Regions from separate parts of the Mus musculus genome. Here regions 1 and 2 are each linked to region 3. A link is a contact called in public promoter capture Hi-C data. All regions are on one chromosome and are shown on one strand. Each heading gives the region's core, a stretch centred on a gene start, on an enhancer-like site or on the middle of the called end of the contact. The rest is flanking DNA. Distances are from core to core; before and after follow the strand shown.

Region 1 (2,879 bases), core at 203-2,702, 510 kb after region 3:
AGCTCAGGTCAGGCCTCAAGGCCAAGAACAGACAATAAAACTGAACGTGTACACTCAAACCTCCACTAAAACCTTATAAAACTTACTGTTATGGCTCAAAAAGCTAAGACCACAGAGCCAAGATCATATAGCTTCAAAGTGTTTAAGAAGAGCCAACCGTTGAACATCAAGGCCAAGTTGCAACCCTCTGTGTGACCACCACCGAGCATGGGGGGACACCACTAAAGTGGACAGTATGCACACGGACGTCAAGTGGTGGCTGGGCACCAAGCCCGCAACGAGGCCTCACCGGGACTGAAGAGCTGGGCCCAGAGGTACTGGTGATCCTGAAGCAGCTCCGAGGCGGGCATCTCCAACAGCTCCAGCATCTCCTTCCGTGCTAAGTCCTGCAGCGCCTTGAGCTCCTTGGCTCCTTTGCTTTTGAGCACCTGGGGGTGGATGGGACCAGAGATGTGCACCACCCACAGCACCGTCTCGTCCAGCTGTGTCTTGGGAGCCACCTGGAGCCTGTTCACTAACTTCTTAGAGGTCACCACGACCAAGTGCACCAGCCCCGATGGAAGGGGTGTGGACCGGCCCGAGTAGAGGAGAAACTGGTGATCTCCGACCTTCTCCAGGGTGCTGGTGAAGGATTTGGGGACTGGGCCTGCGGTGGGCCCCACAGTCTGCAACGCGGCCACGCGCTCCGTGGGATTGTTGAGCTGGATGCGCTGCAGATAGACGTGGGGTCGGCCTCGGTGCGCCAGGAAGTCCTCCTGCAGTAGCACGCAGTCCCGGCCCGACCCCGCGGAGAGCCCGGAGGCCGAGGCGGGCCCGGGGACACCAGCGGCAGGGCCCGAGCCCGGGGTCCCCAGCTGCAGGCAGCGCACTCGGCGCAGCAGGCCCTCCCGCAGAAGCAGCACCGCCTCTCCAGCCTCGGCCACCACATTCAGCGGGCGTAGCTGCACGAAGGGCACGAAGTCCGGCGTCACGGCAGGCTCCCGCTCTCCGGGCGTCACCCACAGCCGGTTGTTGGAGGCGTCCAGAGCCAGGAAGCCGTTGGCCACCAGGGCTGGCACCCCGGGGCCAAGCGGCACCGCCTCGCCGCGATCACGCAGGCCGCGCCACGCGCGGGTGGCCGCCTCCAGACAGGCAGACGGCTCGGCGGCGCCCGGCTCGCTGCGGGCCCAGGACGGCAGGTGCAGGCCGCCCGCCGCCCGCCGCGCCCCGGAGCTCGCGAACCACAGGAGCAGCACCAAGAGGCCGAGCAGGCAGAGGAGGCGGCGGGCCCAGCTGCTCGACAGCAGCCCCGGCAGCCCCTTCAGGCGCTGCTGCAGCCACATCGGGCCCGCCGCCCAACCTGCCCGCCCGGCCGCCGCCGCTCACTCCCCGGGCCGCGTCGCCGCGCCCTCCTCAACGCCCGCCGCAGCCACCCCAGCAGACACCTTCACCGCTTCCTCCTTCTTCTTGGTTGCCTCCTAGACGTCAAACGCCACCGGCCGTAAGGCGTCGCTGAGTCTTTTGCGACAAGGTGGAAAAGCGGCCAGGGGCGGGATTTGGAGAGGGGGCGGGGTCTCCTTGGGGGCGGGGCCTGGACTGAGGGGCGGGGTGGGGAAGGGAAGAGTGTGGGCAGGAGTCCAAACGGCTTGTTGGAAAAAAGAGAGCAAGAAAAGAAAGTCAGAGAGCAAGCCAAACCCAACATGTGCTGCGCCTCGTTTGCTGCTGATGGTTTCAACAGCCCTAAAGTTAAAAAATAAGAACGTACTGTTTCTGTAAACTATATTTAACTGAATGAAGAAAAGACATGGGGGTAAATGGAAGGAAAGAAAGAAGGGAAGGAGACAGGGAGGAATGAAGTGGAGGGAGGAGGGAAGGAAGAGGAGGAGGAAGGGTAGCCACTGAAAAATTATTTCCTAGGAAATATTTTGTTGGCAGCGTTTCAAACCTGCCTGGCTGCGAGTACACCAGAGTGGGACATAAATCCAGCCTGTTTCTTGAACACAGCAAGTAGTTTTCTTGATGTCAATCTTGAGTTTTAACTCATTAAATAACGCGAAACATTAAGATCTCATACTTTGACAAGACCCGGAGCATCCATATGGGGGGAAGGGCGAGGGGGGCGGAATTCATTGGGAGCACTGGAGCAGACAGTGGGGTGGTTGTTTCCACTTTGAATTCTAGGTAGACAGTGGGCGATTGTTTTCACTTTGGATTCTGGGCAATCCAGAGCCAGACGGGCTGTTGCAAATTCACAGTTGACAATTGAACGGTCACTTAAGGTGGCTTCTAGTGGGTTGTAGGCAGACAGAAAACTGTATGCTGAGGTGGCAAGCCAGTGTCGCATTGGAAGAATGCTCGTCCTGTTTTGATTTGATTTTTATTTTTATTTATCTTTGAGACAGAATCTTTCCTTTGTTGTCCAGACTGGACTTCAAACAATTCCTAGGCCCAAAAGATCCTTTCTCAGCATCCCCAGTCCCTAGAATCAAAGGCATTTGTCCAGCTTTTTACCCATTTTTATTTTCACACAAAAATGAATGCTAAGAGCCCAGCAGTGGTGGCACATGCTGTTAGTCTTAGCATTTAAGAGGCAGGGCAGGTAATTCTCGGAGTTGGAGACCAGCCTGGTCTACAGAGTTCCAGGACAGCCAGGACTACACAGAGAAACCCTGTCTTGAAAAACTAAAGTGGGCTGGTGAGATGGCTCAGCGGTTAAGAGCACCGACTGCTCTTCCAAAGGTCCTGAGTTCAAATCCCAGCAACCACATGGTGGGATCCGTAATGAAATCTGATGCCGTTTCCTGGAATGTCTGAAGACAGCTACAGTGTAAAAAAAAAGAAAGAAAAAGAAAAACTAAAGCAAGCAAGCAAGCAAACAAACACCCCAGAGCTCAGTAGCA
Region 2 (3,253 bases), core at 324-2,823, 300 kb after region 3:
TCTGGTTTCAGCACGGAGGCGTGGACACTCACTACTGGGCCGGCTGGTACGGCCCGAGAGTCACAAACAGCAGCATCACCATCGGGCCCCCGCTGCCCTGATGCCTCCTGAGCCCCAGTCCTCAGAGCCCTAATTAGTAAACAGTCAGAAAGGGCCAGGCTTGGGAAGGGGAGGTGGAAACTCCCAGACCTCATTGTTAGCCTTTGCCCCCAGCTGCCTGTGTGTGGAGTTTCTAATGTCTGGGCCACCCTCCTCTCTAGCTCTCCAGCAAAGCTGCCCCTCTAAGGGTGCAGTGCCTGAGGATAGGCAGATACAACAGGTCTCCATACTTCTCATGCTTGCCTAGACCTGTTTCTACCCCTGACCTCTCTCCTTGTTCTCCTCAAGGGCCCTGGAGAGCAGGGACAGACAACATATCTGACAGGCTTGGGGACTGCCTTTAATGATGTCATAAGGCAGATCTAGGATAGAAGGCTCTGCTGGCCAGTCCTTAGCCTGGTGGTCAGCTGCTGTACGCTCTCTGCTTTGGCTTTAAAGTCAGGCCTGGTACCAGATAGGCAGGATCAGACTATCTTTGTCATCCTACCAATGAGTGCAGGACTCCCCAGAAGACTCCGGATGAGAGGCCAGATGAGGGGTAGGATGGACCAGGGTTTTGAGTGGAAGGACCTGGCCAAGTCCTCTGTGGCTTGAAGATGCCCCAGCCCCATCGGTGGGAGCGTCAATTCACACACTACCCCCTTGACCCTAGCACCACTCCATCCCTCCTGTTACATAGCCAAATAAAATGTTTCCAGCCTCTGTGTGCCCTGCGGCTTTTGGAGGGGAGGGTTGGTTCATGGACAATCCTGCCTGGCCCTAGAGAGGCAGGAGTGTGGCTGCAGTCCATGCTATAAAGAGGGGTTGAGCATTTCAGGAGTGTGGCCATGGCATCCCCCAGCTTAAGGGGCAGAGCCCTCAGCCCTATAGCCCTCATGCCCGGGAGTGCAATCCAAGGTGGCCATGCCAGGCTCTGCAGTCACCTTGACGAGAACTTTACTGATTTTTTGGTTGAGCCCAGCACGCAACAGATGCACAATGCTTGTCAAAGTTAATTATCTCACTCCAAAATAGAATAGATGGGTTAAGCTAGGATGGCTGACCTCCTGCCTTGAAACTCCACTTTCACTTGATAAATGCTTTGTGAGTTAATTTTCACTAGGACCAGAATCCTCAGAGAAACCCAGAAAGAGGTTGGACACGGAGTGGTGGCTCAGGCATTTAATCCCAGCCTCAGGAGGCAGATGCTAGTGGATCTCTTGTGTGTTCAAGGCCAGCCTGGTCTACAGAGTGAGCTCCTGGATAAATAGACTTAGTCTCAAGAAAACAAAACCAAAAACCAAACAAACAAAGCCAGAGGAGGTACAGCTCTGCCCCTCCCCATGGGTGGGGCAGATCCAGTCGCCTGTCTGGTAGGGACTAGATTCTAAGTAGCGCTTCCTTCGCTGGAGGAGGAAGCAGGCCCGAGGTGGGAGCAAGCTGCTGAACCGCTTGTCGCCTGGAGGGGGAGACGGAAGCCGGGGAAGCCCGGCCAGTGGAGCAGCAGCTTGGTGAGGGGGGGGGGGGATCCTAGAGCTCCGAGCTCACCATCTTCGCACCGACGCGGAAGGCCCGCTGGTCGGTGCGTGACGCCAGTGGGAAGACGGGGCGGGGCGAGGTGACAGAGGACCGGGTCGCCGAGGTCCAGGCCCAAGGCCCTGGAGAGCTGAGGCCCCCCTTCCTCCGGTGCCCAGGTCGCGGCCGCTGGGCAGCGGGGACCGCGAGTGGCCGGCGGGAGGGTGGGGCCGGGCGCAGGTCACGCGCTCGTGGGGAGACTTGGGAGGGGTGCGGCAGGTGCTCTCGAGTCCGGCGCCGGGACGCGGGGACGCCGGGCCTGCTGTAGGCACGCGAGGGTCCCGGACGGTGGCGACACCGGCTTCTCCTTGGGACGCCGGGCTTCAGGCGCTAGGGTAGGACGTCCGCTCGTGACCCAGCCGCAGCCTGGTGTGGATTTTACCCCTAAGGCACACCAGGGGCACTGTAGTCTCCCTGGCAAGGTGGCTTGTTTTGGGGGGGGAGAGTGACACTGGAGTGGAATGCCATCAGGACCACGGCAGGGGGAGACCCCCCACTCGGGACACAGTGACTCACCCGTGTAGGCAGCTTTTAGGAGTTGCCGACATCTTTTAATGCGCATAGTTTAAGATTGTTGTTGGTTGTCCTTTCCTTAGGATGGAGCCCAGGGCCTCCCAAGTGTTAGATAAGCATGCTACCACCCGGCAGCACCTCCCCCACCCCCACCCCCACCCCACCCCCGTGAGGGGGAGACATTTCTGCTCCTTCTGCCTGGAAGTTCACAGTCCTTCTAAATGAGTCATTGCCAGCCTTATTTACTTTTACTTTGTATTTTGAGACGAGCAAAATTGATTAGGCTGGGACAAAAAGTTCAAACTTTCCACCGAGTATCTGGGACTGTGAGGGCGTGCCTCCACTCAGGTTTGTTGTTTGGGCTTTTCTTTTCTTTCTTTCTTTTTTTTTTTTTTTTAAATCTTTTTTGTTTGTTTTATGAGACAGGGTTTCTCTGTGTAGCCCTGGCTCTCCTGGAACTCACTCTGTAGACCAGGCTGGCCTCAAACTCAGAAATCCTCCTGACTCTGCCTCCCAAGTGCTAGGATTAAAGGCGTGTGCACCACCACTGCGGGTTTATCATTTTGTATTTTGACACAGGACGTTTAAAAAACTGTAAGCATTTGAAAGACCCTGCCCCTCCCTAGCTAAGAATTTAAGCTGGCCCCATGTGATCCCTTTCCTTCGTGTAGTAAATATTCCGGAGAGCCAGAGTGTATTCACCCTCTTGTGTGCTCAGACAGAAGCCCCCAGAAGACCACCAGCTTCCAGGAAAGGCTCTGAAAATTCTGAGAATGCTACAGTTTGTTTCCCTGAAAGCGGGTGGGGAGGCTTAGGCTCATTTGAGTGACAACATAGGGTCCCACCTCACACCTGGGGTAAGTCGGTGAAGTGAGCCTTGAAAGGAAGTTTTACTGCAATGGCAAAGCAGGACTCGCCTCCGAGAACTTAAGAGACAGCGCAGTGGCCCTGACTCTTTCCAGGTCACAGGCCCAACTGGCTCCAAAACAAAGCAGTTTGGGAGTGAGGGGTGGATATTGAGACCTCGTTTCCTGTGTAGCCCAGGCTGATTTAGGAAACTTGATCCTCTTTTCCCCCACCTCCCTAT
Region 3 (3,251 bases), core at 17-2,516:
AGCATACAAAAGGTTATATACAAGTACTGCACCATTTCATAGGACGAACAGGCATTCACTGGGTTGGGAAGGCAGTTCTAGAAACAAATACATACATACACACACACACACCATAGGAAATAGCAACACACTCAAATGGTGAGCTCAACACTATCACTCATTTTTCAACTATGTGATGTTTGTTCCCTCAATAAGTTTACCATCCAGGGGACCCCAATAAAGTGGCCATTAAAAAGGGGCTAGCCCACTATGCCATGGCAGTAACTAACATATACACCTATCCTGCCAGAGTATACTAAAAAACAAAAACAATTCCCGAAGCACTCTGGCTTTGAAAGAATCTGTGAGACACAGCCTAACATGCACAGAACCCCTTGTTCAATCCCCACCACCTCATAACCAAGGCACGATGCCACACATCTTTAAGCCCAGCACTGAGGGAGAGGCAAGAAATTCAAGGTCATGCCGGGGTTAGGGATAAACACAAAACATAAGGAGTAAAATAGTCTTGAAAGGCTTTCAAACGCTACACTACAGGGGGAATAAAATACTATAAAAGGAACTGGGCCGTTTTAGAGCGGAAGAAACCACTACTGAGCGTGTAAGCACACGAGGCAGCGGGAAGGAGACCGACTTGGACTTTCTATTCTCATCACGTCAGTAATTAGACAGTCACTTGAAGGTTTACCCACAAGCCAGCTGCCCCAGGCTGGATTCAAAGTAACTATTTGAGTCACAAATCCCAAAGGTTGTGAGAATGCCTTAGGGGAATTCGAGTTGAAAGGTTGAAACGTGAAGGGAGGGCGTGACCCTGAGGCTGACCCTGCGTGGGCGCGGAGGTCTGGGTTCCTGGCAGGTCTCCATGGTGAAGTGTAGGGGGCAGATCCCGAAACTGGAGCTCCTGGGGACAGGCTCCACCGTCAGTAGGTGGGTCTGGAGTTCCAGGTCCTGAGCCCGAGAAGGAGACCTAAATGCTCCACGGAAGGCCCGGAGCAGATCCGCCAGCCTGCGGGGGTCTCCCCGAGGGCGCGGAGCTGGTGCTGGGGCGCTGTACGGTTCAGACAGGCGGCTTCCCGGGCCTCCCCCAGCACGGCCCACACTGGCTGGGAGTCTGGCCGTCCCGCCAGCCGCAAGCGCCCGACTCCAGGCCCCAGACTCACCGCGCGGCTTCGGCCACCGCCTCAGCTGCCGCCGCCGGAGCCGGTACCGCCGCTTCAGGCCCCCAGCCTCAACACCCGCCTTCCCCGCTGTCTTCTAGGCCAGGGAGGTGGGGAGGGCGGGCTCGTAAGCGCTACAACCAATCAGCGGGCCGAGCTCGAAGATGGGGAGGAACATCCACCAATAATCATGAAGAATTGGAGCTTCGGGACCGGCTTCTCGAGGGCGGGGATTGTTCAAATAGACAAAACGAGCAACCAGTGGCAAGCAAAAGGAGGCGAAGGACTATTCCGAAGAGCCAATCAGTCGTGAGTTGACTTCGGTCACTTCCACGAACACTTCCGGTACGTCGCTACTACAAGTCCCCTCCACACACGCTGTGACCGTGTGGAGCCACGGTTTGGTACCCTAAGGACCTGTTGAAAGAACTGGGGCAGAGGTTAGGGATCGTGCTCGGGATGCTGAGAAGGGGCCGAGTGTCCGACGCTCTCGAATCACTGCAGAAGACATATCTTGGAAATCGGTTCACTGAGGAACTCTTGCTTTCTCGTTTGTAAAACTGAATATGCATTTGCAAGGGTTTTTTTGTTTTTGTTTTTGTTTTTTTTTATTCTCACTGTCCCCAAATTGCCTTACTTGTGAGCTCATTCTCAGGATAAGATGATCACCGAACTACTTTAAATACAAGATTTTAAAGAAAAATCCTTAAAAATTTTTTTTTATTTTTCAAACGGGCAATAGCCGGAGCTAGGGATGTAAACCAGTCGATAAGAGTGTTTGCCCACCCCGGCGTGGTGGTGCACGCCTTTAATCCCAGCACTTGGGAGGTAGAGGCAGGTGGATTTCTGAGTTCGAGGCCAGCCTAGTCTACAGAGTGAGTTCCAGGACAGCCAGGACTACACAGAGAAACCCTGTCTCGAAAAACCAAAAATAAAGAGTGTTTGCCCGATAGGCATGAAAGTCGTGGGTTCAATTCCCAGCACTGTGTAAAGTGCATGCCTGTCTTCCCAGAACTCTGGTGGTGGAGGTTTAGAGGGTCAGAAATTCAAGGTTGAACTAGGGAGATTTCTCAGTGTTTAAGGCCCTTCCAGAGAACCTGCTCCAATATATAAAAATGTATCATTAAAATTTTTCATATGAAATTTATGCAGATCTTTTGTTTAAATCTTTATTTTTTTATCAGTGTTGTAATACACACTGAAAATTCCTAAATAGCTTGAATTAGGAATTTGAGTGAACTATTAAACACATTAATATTAAAAGAAACATGTGAAGCTATTAGTAATGATAATGCAGATAAATATTTGCTAGTAAGGTAAAGATTTCCAATTAGTTGAAAGCGTTAAATGTTTTTAAGTTAAAAAACAAATTAAAAACACACCAAAGTACAAGTTATACTACAATACAACCCTTTATAAAGCATTGATAACACTTCCTAGATACTAATTTGGGGAAATGCCAACTAAAATGTAATGAGATTTGGGGAAGACACACTTTCTTTAGACTGTGCCACCAATTATTTGTATATTGAAAAGAACTGTTGAAGAAATAAAGCTTTCAGAAAATCTACATGCCAGGCAAGTGTTAATGCGTGGCCCAGGAACCAAACTGGCAGGTGACCTAAATCCTTTGTCTTGTCACTTTTGGTTAAGGTAATTAAGGAAATAAGGTGTTCCTCTAAGTTGGCTGTTCTTCACTATGTCTAACTTTTATTTTTTATTTTTAAGACAGTGCCTTGCTGTACATCCCTGGATGGCCTAAAACTTGCTATGTAGAGTTCCAGGTGAGACTGGCTTTCAAGGGAATGAAACGGGTGCAGCAAAGAAACCAAAATAGCTGCTCCATAGGTGAAAAAAGAAAAAGTTTATTTCCAACTGCCAAGGCTGTCTCGGGAAAGCAGAGAGAAGCTATGGGGGTGGGGCGGGCTGGGTCGGGCTGGGTCGATGGATGGTCTCTATGATCTGGATGGATGCTATCTGTGATGGGGAAGAATGGACCTCCAGGGTTACATGGGACTGTGTACCTGGGGGAAAAGGAGCCCTTGAGCTGCCATGGAGACTCTTGAGTAGGGTCTGAGGGAGTCTAGAGGCTAA

Evidence for each region. Promoter capture Hi-C pulls out the DNA fragments that hold promoters and counts their contacts.
Region 1: a contact with region 3 is called in a promoter capture Hi-C map of pre-B cells. The contact joins the promoter of 2510039O18Rik here to the promoter of Mtor in region 3. A contact is called at or near these places in 12 of 39 promoter capture datasets (the C10 cell line, the HPC-7 cell line, HPC-7-derived erythroid cells and 8 more), 8 of 484 Hi-C or Micro-C datasets (CD4 T cells, the P5424 cell line, adipose-derived mesenchymal stem cells and 3 more), 6 of 115 datasets of contacts at active chromatin or transcription factors (embryonic stem cells, large pre-B cells, pro-B cells and 1 more) and 1 of 9 other capture datasets (adipose tissue).
Region 2: a promoter capture Hi-C map of neural stem cells shows a contact between it and region 3. The contact joins the promoter of Fbxo6 here to the promoter of Mtor in region 3. A contact is called at or near these places in 27 of 39 promoter capture datasets (the 3T3-L1 cell line, 3T3-L1-derived adipocytes, the C10 cell line and 19 more), 2 of 15 datasets of contacts at CTCF or cohesin (hippocampal excitatory neurons and large pre-B cells), 65 of 484 Hi-C or Micro-C datasets (the 63-12 cell line, B cells, the C3H10T1/2 cell line and 45 more), 48 of 115 datasets of contacts at active chromatin or transcription factors (the 230-238 cell line, the HPC-7 cell line, the NIH/3T3 cell line and 33 more) and 6 of 9 other capture datasets (adipose tissue, embryonic stem cells, embryonic tail and 3 more).

The regions. Positions count from the first base shown.
Region 1 is chr4:147,939,468-147,942,346 of GRCm38.p6, reverse strand. 2510039O18Rik (RIKEN cDNA 2510039O18 gene) reads right to left here and starts at 1,452. Exons shown (of 3, transcript NM_029841.3): 1 at 290-1,452. The coding sequence starts at 1,322.
Region 2 is chr4:148,150,349-148,153,601 of GRCm38.p6, reverse strand. Fbxo6 (F-box protein 6) reads left to right here and starts at 1,573. Exons shown (of 6, transcript NM_001163706.1): 1 at 1,573-1,660. Fbxo44 (F-box protein 44) reads left to right here. Exons shown (of 6, transcript NM_173401.5): 6 at 1-803. The coding sequence ends at 101.
Region 3 is chr4:148,446,597-148,449,847 of GRCm38.p6, reverse strand. It overlaps Mtor (mechanistic target of rapamycin kinase), which reads right to left and starts at 1,266. Exons shown (of 58, transcript NM_020009.2): 1 at 1,161-1,266.